Linked DNA regions of Mus musculus: all the other regions are linked to region 1. Evidence: chromatin contacts called from public HiChIP or PLAC-seq data. All regions are on one chromosome and are shown on one strand. The core of a region is the stretch at or near the end of the contact, and the rest is flanking DNA. Distances in the headings are between cores, read along the strand shown. Region 1 overlaps Fam135b (family with sequence similarity 135, member B). Region 2 overlaps Col22a1 (collagen, type XXII, alpha 1). Region 3 overlaps Fam135b (family with sequence similarity 135, member B).

Region 1 (4,177 bases), core at 607-3,106:
ATGGAGGAGCTAGAGAAAGAACCCAAGGAGCTAAAGGGATCTGCAACCCTATAGGTGGAACAACATTATGAACTAACCAGTACCCCGGAGCTCTTGACTCTAGCTGCATATGTATCAAAAGATGGCCTAATCGGCCATCACTGGAAAGAGAGGCCCATTGGACACGTAAACTTTGTATGCCCCAGTACAGGGGAACACCAGGGCCAAAAAGGGGGAGTAGGTGTGTAGGGGAGTGGGGGTGGGTGGGTATGGGGGACTTTTGGTATAGCATTGGAAATGTAAATGAGCTAAATACCTAATAAAAAACGGAAAAAAAAAAACTTGACAGGGGGAAGTGGGTGATCAGTTGGCTGTCTCTAAATAGAAGTTTTAAAATATTTATGTGTAGGAGGATTTTTCTGTATGTATGTCTGTGCATCACAGGTATGCCTGCTGCTGAAAGAGGCCAGAAGATGGCATTAGATCCGCTGGAATTCACTGGAGTTACAAAGTACTGTGACCTGCCATGTGGGTGCTGGGAACCAAGCATAGGTCTTCTGTACTTGTAGTCAGTGTTCTTAACTAAGGAGCCTTCTCCCCAGCTCTAGGGATTATGGAGTTTGAAAAACTCTTGCCTCTGCCCTCTCCATCTACCCATTATTCTAATATCATAATACGTGCACACACACACACACACACACACACACACACACACACACACACACTATGTTAATAATATGCCTAAATGATGTAACCATTGAAGTGATAAAAACACAGATGGAATTTTAGGATCCTACTCTTTTGTTCCATAGTTGATATGAGAGTTCTCTGGGTAAGGACTAAGACTGTATCTACACAGTTCATTTTTCAGTAGTGCCTTGATATTTCAAACAGGGACAAGTCACTGAAGTAAACTGCAGAGGTCAGACTTCATAGATTTCTATTCAATACTTACTCAAACATAAAAACAGGATGAAAAGTTGACTCAAGGGTTAAGTCCTTCAAAGATGTAAGTTTACTACCCAGCACACACATGGTGCTTTTAAAATATCTGTAACTTCAGTTACAGGAGATCTGACCCCCTCTTCTAACTTCTGTAGGCATCAGGCACACATGTGGTACATATACATATATGAGGGCAAAATGCTCATAAAAGTAAATTAAAATACATAAAATGTAAAATTTAAAGAATAAAGCTAAACCCTTCCATTTACTTTAAGAAGCCAGTATTTCTAACCCTGATTGTAAAGGTCATTACTTTTCTAAATCACTATTGTCTTCGGTCACAAGTATAATGCTAACAATGACTACCTCAAATATTTTCTGTCTGTGAGATCCCAAACTGTTTACTTTAGATAAAAGTTGGTTGGCTTTTCTCACAGTCATGGGTAGAATGTTATCAGCTATGCACAGATGAGGAAACTGAGAAGCACATCCCCCTGTACATATTCACTAGATAGTAAGGAGTGGGATTTGTGGGCATGGCAGTTTGGCACCAAACTGTTACTCCCTCTATATCAAAATGCTCTCCAAACCAACAGTTGCTAAACTTTTCCTTCTGAGAAGCAGAGAGTTGGGTTTACTTCTGTCCAAAGTCCCTCCAACATTGTTAACCCTGTGAGTCACCAACTAAAGCCCCAAGAGAGACCTGGGCATCTGGACAAATGGAATATGTCCCAGAAACAGGATACCTGGTACACACTTGATACCAACTACAGTGAGTCCAGGAAACATTGAAACTATATTCTGTTAGGATCCCAGGAATTTCCAGAAAACATCCATGAGGAACACCTGTCAATGATATCTATCCTTCGCTTCAGTTTCTTCTTGAGTAGAGTCTGCCTGAAAGCATGTGAGAAGGCTGGAATAGAGGCACAGGAATCTTGTGGGTGGTCAGCGTGGGAGTGAAATGATGCAAGCTGAGTCATGGTATGCTTACAAGGCTAATGGCAGATGCCAAATAAAATGAGATTGCAAATCATTAAATCTAGGGCTCAACCAGCACACAACTGAAACATCAATCTCATATTATCAGCAAAGCCTCTGTTCTGTTTTTCATGGCCAGGTCCTCTAATGTTCATAGTGAACCAATGGAGCAAGAAGTATGACCCTTCCTGGAGCATGCACACTAGTAGCCTCTGCATCCCTCCTCTAGGCAGACTGTGCTATGAGGTGTTTCCAGGCATAATGGCCTTCCTATCTACTCATAGTCATATGCACAGGACAAAACAAAACCAGGATTGAGTTTTTATTGTCTCTCTAAGACCTATGTAGATGTAGGTTCAAAGTGAACGGAGATAAGCTGTATGTAATTGCCAACAACAACAACAACAACAATAACAACAAACTGGCTCATTCATTCACAATTACATTTGTTTTGTTCTCTATTCATTCTTTCTCTTGCCCATCCCAAGTACTATTCTATGCTCATACTTGCCCATAGTTCTGGATTAATTTGGCCATAGTCCACGTTTCATAGTTCTCAGCTTCTCGGTGGATGTGCCTTCACTTTATATGATAGGAAGAAGCTTGTGCTGGGGAGAGTAGTTCATAGGCTGTCTGGGAAGCAGGAGAGGAGAACTCAAAGGGTTAAACTATCTCCCAATGATAGTTAGCCTATCAGTTAGAGAGGGGAAGGTTAGTCTTACCTTGTTGTCAGTGATGACTTGGGCAAAAGCCCAGCAATGTTCTGAGGAGGTAGAGTGAAAGGGGTTGGAGAGGAATCTTTGTAGTGTTGACATTGAGGTAGTGAGAGAATAAGAGACTAAGACTGAAGTCCTGATTTTTTGTGTCCTTTTATGATAAGGATCCACATGTTACTTCGAATAGATATCCAATGGTACCAGTCAGCATAGGTGGGTCTGTCTGTGCAGCCTCGTATAAGGCCACATTCTGAAGACCAAGATATCAAAGTTCCAGTCATGATTTTTCTCTCAGTCAGTCTGTGTGGCAGATCCTCAAGAAACCCAACATGCAGGAGCTAATCTCTCTTCTTGAATTTTTTAGAATCTCTAAAATCCTTAGTTTCCGATACAGATGCAGTTCACTTCATCTGCTTCTCGTCCTGTTAGCACTGGAGCTTTCGGGGGGGGGGGTGATTTTTAATTCTTTATTTGATCCTTTTGAGTTCTTTCTCTGGCCAAATGAAGACATAGATCTGAAAACTCTAGCTACCAAGAATGATAATATTCTGGAATGGAAATTGAGAGTCAGCATTTCTAAGGGACCCTAGACATAGTGCATGTGTCTCTGTATAAGATGGGATGGAAACATGAACCACAGTCCACTGCATCTCCATGTTTGATGTATGAGGAATTAGTGACTGTATAGTGAAGGTGAACTCAAAGGGTTAAACAAAGAAGCAACAATTCCAAGCCCACTGACGTCTTCTTGTGATTCAACTTGAACTGGGTGTGCTGCAGTTATGGAAAGGAAACACTTCTGAAACATTTATAGCCATTAATAAATGCAGAACCTTAAAATTAGATGGTGTGATAGTCATAGACTCTCAAAGCTGTCAGGAAGCATAGAGGACATCAACTTGAGACTCTATCCTATAACAGGAATCCCCTCTTTAGCTTCTGGTCAGGCAACATCTGCTGATATTCTTCTGGAGAATGAAAATCTGTGCCTTATGAGCAGCTATGTCTGTCACTTTTATCTCCAACTTGGGTCATTTTTATCATTGCTTTGAGACACCCCTTCCACACACATATACATTAACCATAATGATGTGGGTCTTACTACCTTACTGCTCTGAGGTTTTTCAGAAAGAGGAAAGAAACTTCTGTCTTCTCTAAGACTCGGAGAGACAAGAAGTCAAGGCAGGCCAAGTCTCTGTTACTTGAACACTCAGTATGCCTCTCCCTGGTTCAGGGTCCTAGTTAGTCTTAGATCTTCCCCATGTACCTCAGCTCTGCTCAGCACTCCTGATGCTTTAGACAACCCTCCAGCAAGATCAGTTTAGAGATTAAAACTTATCGTTCATTATGCTTAAATGTTATTGCATAATGTATGCATAATTGATTCTTCTAATATTATCATTATTAAACAGCTATTATATAATATTTCTAAAATATGCATTATTCTTACTTTTCAAAGCTAAATCACTGATATATACATATTACTATTTGTATGATGTCTGGATGAGGAAATATGGGAGATCTGAAGCATGATTTAGGTAGCCTGTGAGGTTAGA
Region 2 (4,177 bases), core at 584-3,083, 240 kb before region 1:
TTTTATTTGGCTTGCTAATCTGTTTATTCTTTCCTTAGGGTCCCTCAGGACGACCAGGAGATAAAGGACCCCCGGTACAGTATGCTTTAGATGGAGGATTCTTAGCCCAAGTCTAAATCAGAGGCAATCAAAAGTCACTCGAAATTCCTCATACTAGACAGACTCTCCAAAATAGGAGTATGAGCTTATGGGAACACTGGGGCGGAAGGAAGTGGCAGGTTCAGTTAATCCAACATAACATTGTAAAGTCAGGCACACCGAGACTGGTTTTGTCTGTTAGCATCTTTCCGTTACAGACGTGGAGCCCTGATTAAGTGAATTTAGTCAAATGGTAAGAAAACTAGTTTTTGGATTCTGGCTTTACCCAACCACAGAGCCAGGAACACATGAAAGGTTTTCTTCTTGCCTTGTAATGTGGAGGCAGCCGCAGCTATGATCCATTGTGGAAATTTTTTTGGGCTCATTTTATACTATGCAACAAGAGAGCTCCCAAGATGCATTTCTTCTCAGGAACAGCCACCGGTGTTGGCCATTTTCAAGCATTCACTGTATGCTTGCTGGTGCATCTTCTGCTGCAGGACAACTATATCATATCCAGTCTATGGCTCTGTGCATGTATTTTAAGTCGATATTCACTTGTGGTTTCTGATTAAGGAGGATAAGAAATCTTGTGGATGTTGTGCTAGATGAAGAAACTGAGGCTCAGACCAATTGAGATTTATGGCCATGGGATTTCACGGCAAGTTATGTGGAGTAGAGCTGAGGAGTGTGGGACTCTGGATGAAGGGCAGCTCAAAGACCCCCAAGGAGGCCATTTCAGCTCCTGCAGAGCAGATAGCCAATACCCTGAGAAGATGTCATTTTCCACTTGCAGATCTAAGGAAATAAAGTCCATTGCCTGATGTTTTCTAGAAAATGTCAACATAATGGGAATGATCTTAAGAAAGTGATCAGTGTCAGGCATGAGCTAAGCATTTCATTGACTCTTGTGCAAAGAAAGTTGTTTAACCAATAAGCATGGGGCTGGCTGTGCAATTCAAGGTGTATAGGAAGGCATTCTGGATTGGTGCTCAGGCCTGGCTCTCCATAGGAGCTGTGCCTTCCACTCCAGCAAGGGGCCACAAGGGGCTAATGCATGAGGCTCGTGTCAGGCTCCCACAGAAGGTTTTCCTGAGCTTTGTGTCTATGGGCTGAGCACAAGTCGCCATAGAGTGCATCTTGCTCAGTAAGGTTTGAGCACAGTGCTTTTGACACATGCACTATTGTCAAATTGCAGTTCATGCTGCTGTGATAGCATGCTCTGGCAAAAGCACCGTAAGGAAAAAGTAATTTTTTCTTAATTTAGCTCTGTGTAAGTGTAGTCTGTTGTAGCAGGGAAGACAAGGCAGCAGGAGCGTGAAGCGGGTACTTGTATCCCATCCACAGTTAGGAGACAGGAATGAGTATAAGCTAAGCACTATGATCACCGGTCTCCATTTCCTATAGCTCAGGACCTCCTGACCATGTTTAAGATGAGTCTTTCTCCCATCAGTTAGCATAACTGCGATACTCCCCAAAGATGGCCATTTTCAAGCATTCCAAAAGCCCATCTCTGAGACAATCATACCAGTGATCTCTCTGCATAGCTTATCCTTGTATAGTCATAGCCAGCGGTAGCCAGACAAAGGTGAGCCCTGTCTTCTCACAGTTGGAGCCTGTCTTTCTTTTTCATCAGGGATCTCGAGGCTTACCTGGATTCCCCGGCCCCCAGGGACCAGCTGGCCAGGATGTAAGTAAAGCAGAGCCCTATGGGGTTAGTCATTGTTTAGAGTCATTCCATGTGAGCTCATCTAACCACCTCCTAGCCTCCCTTGTCCATGTGCCCAGCATCTGTGCTCAGCCACGTTTCTGTGGAATCTCAGAGTGTTTGTTTATGTATTTTTAACTTTCTGTCAGTTGTGGCTTGTTGAATGATTCATACTTCTTTCTTAAGCATTTTTATGATGGTTTCAGAACCCTGTAGACTTCTGGGTCTCCAGTACACTGTCTCTTAGTTCTTGGTCATTCTGTTTTGATGATGTAGGGTTTGATTCTTTCATGGAGTTCTTCCTGTATCTGCTCTGTCCCCCTCTCCTCAAGGGAACAACAGGCTCAGCTGAGGCCCTTTGGGACAAGACCCATTTATGATACTGATGGCAGACATTTTTGGTCTTCATCTCCTGGACTTTGATCCGAGATCCCAGAGTTCAGGATCTGTAGGTCCCTGCTACTTAGCAGATCCAGGCACCAGAGGCATTTGATCCATACTTACTGGCAAAATGAACAAATGGCAGCTATGAGTTTTTAATAGGGCAAAGATGCTTCAGTAAGCAGCAGTGTTCTCTGCTTACCTCCTGCCTGTGCTTTTTTTTGGTCCCCATTAAACAGAGACAGTCCAAACTTCTTCCATTCACTGGGTTCTATTTCAGAAAGGAAGCCCCTCTAGTTCTTGTTGCCTAACATTCAGGTTTACCTATTCCCCTGTCATTCTTACATTCGTGTATCCAGTCATCAACGAAAGCACTTTCTTCTCCAAGCTAATTCCACCCCTCATATTTGGAATAAAAGATCAAGACAGGTTTGCATGTGGGTGTGTCTTTGCATGCACACAATGTACACAAGATGGTTGTAGTTTGAGATTCTAGAAGGGACTCATAGAAAGGCTTACTTTCCCCTACACACTTACCCCTGCCACTTGGAAAGTTTAACTAGGTTCCATCTTCAGAGTTGGGTATATTGCAGTTGAGTGCAACTGAGTCCCAGTTGGCTAAGTCAGAGAGTGATGGAGGGATGTGTAGAGTACATAGAGAGGACCTGGTCACCACAGTGATGGCTTTCTTTCTTCTCTCTCTTAGGGTGCACCAGGAAACCCAGGAGAAAGAGGGCCTCCTGGAAAACCAGTATGTCACCTGCCGGGTCTGGATGAATGCTGACTGTCAGACAGGGTGCCAGCGAAAAATAAAGTACAATTAAGACAGTTCGAGAGGCTTTAACTAGGGGACCAACCGGGCAGAGGGAAGTCACTTGGTTGGGGGGAGGGGCAGTACAACCAGGGATACGCCATGGTGTGGAGCATGCCTGCTTGTTTGTAGAGCCAGGTGCTGGCTAGAATGGAGGAGCGAGAGCTGTGGATTCAAAGCCACTGCCAGAAAGCCTGGCCTGAGGCAGGTGCGCATCTTCTTACCTTCCAAGCCCTTGGCAGGACCTCCCTTTCGTCCAGTTCAGCCATGGGCCATCAGGGGAGGATATCCCTGAGATACAATGAAACAAGAGACAAGACAGAGTGTGGAGCTAGTGTGGAAACTGAATAATAGTGGCATCCATCGAAAATTCCCAACTTGCCCATTTTTAATCTTTTGGCTGGCTTGAGTGCTGTCACCATATAGACAGCCAGAAGTAGTTATTTTGGTTCATATGAGATTGGGGGACTGATTCTCTATGAGCTTGGGGAGGTTCTGACAGGTCCCTAACTTGATTACAAGCCAGATGAAGATGCAACAGGTATCTCTGAGGTACAGTAACCCCATCTCCTGGGACACATCCTGAATTGGCAGTGGTGGGGGAGAGGTACCAAAGATTTAGCCAGGTGACCAGGTCATTTTTGGCCTCTTTAAGGAAGAACTCATAAGGCTGGGATGTCTGTGGGTGGAAAGGGCCTCTCCATGAGGAAAAAAGACCATTAGATGATCCTAAGCAAGGTCCAAGAGAGTATGGCCATCAGGCCAAAGTCCCAGGCCTGGAGACTCATCCCACAGTCTACTGTTGGAATCAAGTTGCTCAGATGGACAGAAGCTTCATGATGGGTCTGATGGCTTGCTTGTCCTCTTGGCAGACATGGCTTCAGGCAAGTTCCCAAGGCACAGAGAATATTGTGGACTCATAGAACCCTCCCTGTCTTGTTAGAGCTGGTAGCCACAGCAGAGAGAAAGAGTGGGATCTTGTTCTGTCCCTGGGTCTATGACACTTTTCCATTGAAGACTTCCAGAGGGATGCATATAAGTTACATTGGAAACTGTGAAAATAACTCCTTTTTCCATCATAGACCCAGCTTTATAGCAGCTAGTGAAGCTGTTTGCAAGCTATGTCATCACTGCAGGGCAAGGCCATAGTGAAACAGGTAGATGAGCAAGACTCAGACCAGAGGCACTAAAAGTCTAAA
Region 3 (4,177 bases), core at 479-2,978, 140 kb after region 1:
TGATTGGTCATTGAAACTGTTCTGGGATCTATCTCATTGTATTAAGAGAGACTCTTTGAAGGACAAACGAATTGAGAATGTATATGAGTACTCCAAGACACCCACTCATTCATTTATGTATCAAATATTTCTTAAAACACCTACCATATACCTGGCATCCTACCTAACAATGTAAAGCTGCTTTTGTTAGAAATAATTTTGGTATCACACAAAGGGACACACAAAGAAAACCAAAGTATCTCCAAAAGGCTATTATTTTTGCAAAAAAGGTTATGTCAGAATCCAAACTGGGCTAGCAGCACCCGAGGGCCATCATGGCTCCATATTTCATCACTGAAATAGGTAGGGACTGAATCTTGCATTATTGGTGAGAGCTCAACTTCATAATCTAAAGTGATTGTCCAAGCAAAGAGGAAGGTTCTTGAGTCTTTCAGTCCTTTCCAGGCCATTGATTGAAATACACACACACACACACACACATACACATACACTCCACCTCTCTCTCTCTCTCTCTCTCTCTCTCTCTCTCTCTCTCTCTCTCATTTTCTAGAATAATTTGCAAGTTTAAAGTCTTTTATAATTAATATGATTATAGAATTATAACTAATAAACGTGTATAACAGCTTTATAAAAGAACACTCTTATCTACAGAAAGGAATCATATACATATATGAACACACATCATTATTTGTATCTATTATATTTCTATGTATCTAATTTCCCTTTTTCTATTATATAAAGGATTTAAGAACCTGTAATGACATGCCAAGTTTGGTTAAGGGAACAAATACATGTTTTTCAAAACTAAATATCTTGGGTGATAAATAAGGGAAGTGAAAAATAAGAAGCGAAATTTACTACATAGAGCAGTTTGTAGCCATGACAGAAGTGTGGAGGTCCTGCACTGACTGTCTAGAGTAGAGAGCTTCAATCCCAAACTCTATCAAAGCATAGCATATGCTGAGGTTCCTCTCAAAGTCCTCTGGTCCAGAGACTCAACCCAGAGCCCAGGATTCAAGGATAATGCGTATTTCAGTGTCTGGATCCTGCTGGATGTACTTTCTCTGCCTTTTCCTCTGGATAACTTCTGTGAGAGCCATATCACTGATAATGTCTGTGGCATTGTATTATAAGCAGGCTGCATGACAATTTTATATTTACAAGTTGCTCTTTACCATCAGACTCTGGGGTCTGTGAGAGCTATTTACCCCTTAGATTCCGTATCATCTGTCTCTGGTCTGAAGAGCTTGCAATGGATGTCAGAGCCTCTTGATGTTTAGTTTCATCAGCTATGACAACTGGTCAAGCCAGTGCCCAGACTTTGAATCAAGCACTTTTTGACTTGGATTTTTTTTTTCCTGGAGGCCAATCTTCCACGGGTTGTAAAGACATATACTGGAGATTCAGGCTGTGACCCTTTAGTAACGCACTTTTCTTTTCGCATACATTAAACCCAAGATTGGACCTACAGCTCCACAAAAACAAAAATAAAATACAGTACAGAATCAGAGTCCAGTTATATTGCTCCAAAGAAAACAAATTTTATTCAGTAGCATTTAGCAACAGAACCTTTTGTTACTTTAAAAAAAAATGAAATTTATTTACTGAAACATTTTCAACATATTTTTTGTTGAACATCTTCTATACAGTGGCCATTGTGCTGGACACATAGGATATAGTTCTATTCAAGGGGAATAAAGTCGATTATACTGGTGAGTCACGGACCTAAGTTCACTGACCAGATGAAGGGTCAGCAGGACACAGAGATGCTAAGACATTGTTCACATTGCTCTATGCAGTATAACTGCATGCAAATGACTCACTTTGGCACTGGGAAGCTAGGAGAGAGTTCAAAAACTATCAAAACTCTGGCCATAAAATCACAAATAGCTGGAGCCCACTGGCTCAAGCTGACAAGCTGGTGCGTAGCAAGTTGTACCATGTGTAGCCTGGATGGTTATGATGCCACTTACTGTCATTTTCTCTGCAGCTTACAGCTGCAATTCTGCCATTCCTCTTTCTCGAGTTTCTGACTTTTGGCTCCAAGATGGAGACACAAATCTGTGTTCTCTGGCTGTTAGACATTGTATATGTTTCTCTCTCTCTCTCTCTCTCTCTCTCTCTCTCTCTCTCTCTCTCTCTCTGTCTCTGCATGTGTGTGTGTTCACACGCAGGCAATGTGTTTGTGCACATGCACAGGCACATGCACACACATATGCATCTGAAAACACATAAATAAATGTAGACTCATTTTGGGCACACAAATTGCCAGAGACACTAAGGGGTCAGTTGTACCTTATAATTCCACTCAAAAATCCACTATGGGTTTCCTCTTGCATTTAATCCATGATCCCAAATAAGGTTGATTCTCTTCAAAGTCTGATTAGGAGAGTCCTTTGGAGTTGCCCTTGTCTCTCTCTCTGTCTTTCACATTTAGAGCACAAAATCCAGGCCTTTCTCTTTAGTTAGCAACTGCAGCATTTAAGTGGGCTCTGTTTAATTATGTGGTCTTTTTCTTCCTTCCCAGAGGCTCTTGCTGTTGAAGAAACACTTTCTCAGCTGTGCTCAGAGTTACAGGTAATTATAGTGCAAACCCCGAGTCTGAACAGATGGAAGTACTTACAGTGCGGGATCAAGCTGGTTTTGCTGGCCACACAGCATGTCAGTCACTGAAGCCACACTTTTCCCTAAAGGGAATAAGTTAATTCACAGGTCCTAATGTGTGAGGATAAGGGGTGGGCCTGGCCACAAATCTGCCTATCTGAGGAAAGGGCCAAGAGGTGTCTATGGCATAAGCCAAAGAGGGTGTCTGAGGCCAAACTAGGAAAATGATTGGCAACAAGGAAAACTAATCATGATTTGAACATCTGCAAGAAGGGTCATGGTTTGTTCCCAGGCAGTAGGTTCAGTAATGGCAGCATTGATATTGTATGTGGGTGGAGTCAACAGATGTCAAAAGGTCATGCAGTGAACACTGTGCACACTCAACTGAAGTGGTTTGTGCTTTCAACCCTTTCGAGCAAGACAAAGCTATCTTCAGATTCCCAAAAACTTAATCATCCCAAATGGATCATAGGTCAGGGCATTGTGGGGACTGAAGGTGGTGATGAGTGTGTTAGCTCATTGTTTACTCTTAACATTTTATCCTTGGATTTTAGGCTTTAGCTAGGGGGTGGAGAAGGACTCAAGAAACTTGAAACAGGAAAAAAAATAACTTTATATTGGGGATTTGTTTTCAGCCTTGTAAAGCAAACAATAGTTTGCATGTGCAGCAGAATGACTGCAAGTCTGTTTAGTCACCTGCTGGGACTTACAATGCCTTGGTCACTTGCCTTGGTAGAGTGGAGCAGCCATACTTCTGAAATGAGGGTGGGGATCACTGCCATTTCAAAAGGAGAAGAGTTTAGTTTTGCAAGGAAGTTGGTTAGCTTGGTTAGTGATGCAGCTCTTCGTTGCTGGAAGCCTACCTCAGAACAGACCTTTGTGCCAGTGGTGACAAGTTGTTGAATCTTTATGAATCTTGGTTTTCCCATCTGTGAAGAAGGAACAGTGGCTGGGATGTGGCTCAGTGAATAAGGTGCTTGATGCCCAACCATGAAGAAGATACTTCAGATCTTTAGAATTAACTTGAACGAATGGAAAGGCCAGGCCTGGTGGCTGCCTATAATAAATGGGATCTCAGGGACAAGGTGACTCAATAGACTAGTCAGAATTGTCATGCTCAGGGTTCAGGAAGAGATGCTGCCTCAAGAAATGAAGTGGAGAGCCAGTGAGAAAGGTACTTAGTGTCAACTTTGGGTTTCCATAAGCAAAACCATACATGGGCACCTGTGCCCATGTGCGCCTACACACACGCCAACAATAAACACCACAGACACAGACAGAGATCAAGCACATCTAGTTTTCTTTGACCTCTCGTTCTTACAGCTACAAACACAGCACGGGCCTGCCAAATACTGGCTGATATTTAGTGTGCACTGCCACACTGATATTTAGTATGTAGAGGCCAGCCATGAGCACTTGGAGAGAGAGGAGGGAAGGAAATGGGAGGGGAGGAAGGGGTAAGGGCACAGAGCAGAAGCAAGAAGGGAAGAGCAAGAGGAAAGTCATCATTTAATCAACAGAATTTTCTGGAAGAGAAGTCTTCTATGTTCCATGGAGGAGGGAGTGGGGATAA

The links. HiChIP or PLAC-seq counts read pairs in DNA pulled down with a chosen protein or histone mark.
Region 2: a CTCF HiChIP or PLAC-seq map of the NIH/3T3 cell line shows a contact between it and region 1, with 8 read pairs. The contact joins two enhancer-like sites. A contact is called at or near these places in 1 of 15 datasets of contacts at CTCF or cohesin (the NIH/3T3 cell line) and 1 of 484 Hi-C or Micro-C datasets (embryonic stem cells).
Region 3: a contact with region 1 is called in a CTCF HiChIP or PLAC-seq map of the NIH/3T3 cell line, with 14 read pairs. The contact joins two enhancer-like sites.

What each region holds. Positions count from the first base shown.
Region 1 is chr15:71,630,285-71,634,461 of GRCm38.p6, reverse strand. The region is part of intron 1 of Fam135b (family with sequence similarity 135, member B); the gene reads left to right. Among named protein-coding and RNA genes, the nearest start is that of Fam135b, 95 kb to the left of the region's middle. Within about 2 kb of position 1,856, at least 15 of the 459 cell types and tissues checked have an H3K27ac peak or open chromatin away from gene starts, as enhancers often do. A contact at or near this core is called in the NIH/3T3 cell line, where this site is marked.
Region 2 is chr15:71,867,702-71,871,878 of GRCm38.p6, reverse strand. It overlaps Col22a1 (collagen, type XXII, alpha 1), which reads left to right. Exons shown (of 64, transcript NM_027174.1): 41 at 39-74; 42 at 1,715-1,768; 43 at 2,874-2,918. Among named protein-coding and RNA genes, the nearest start is that of Fam135b, 140 kb to the right of the region's middle. Within about 2 kb of position 1,833, at least 12 of the 459 cell types and tissues checked have an H3K27ac peak or open chromatin away from gene starts, as enhancers often do. A contact at or near this core is called in the NIH/3T3 cell line, where this site is marked.
Region 3 is chr15:71,486,437-71,490,613 of GRCm38.p6, reverse strand. It overlaps Fam135b (family with sequence similarity 135, member B), which reads left to right. Exons shown (of 20, transcript NM_177819.3): 9 at 2,528-2,577. Among named protein-coding and RNA genes, the nearest start is that of Fam135b, 240 kb to the left of the region's middle. Within about 2 kb of position 1,728, at least 9 of the 459 cell types and tissues checked have an H3K27ac peak or open chromatin away from gene starts, as enhancers often do. A contact at or near this core is called in the NIH/3T3 cell line, where this site is marked.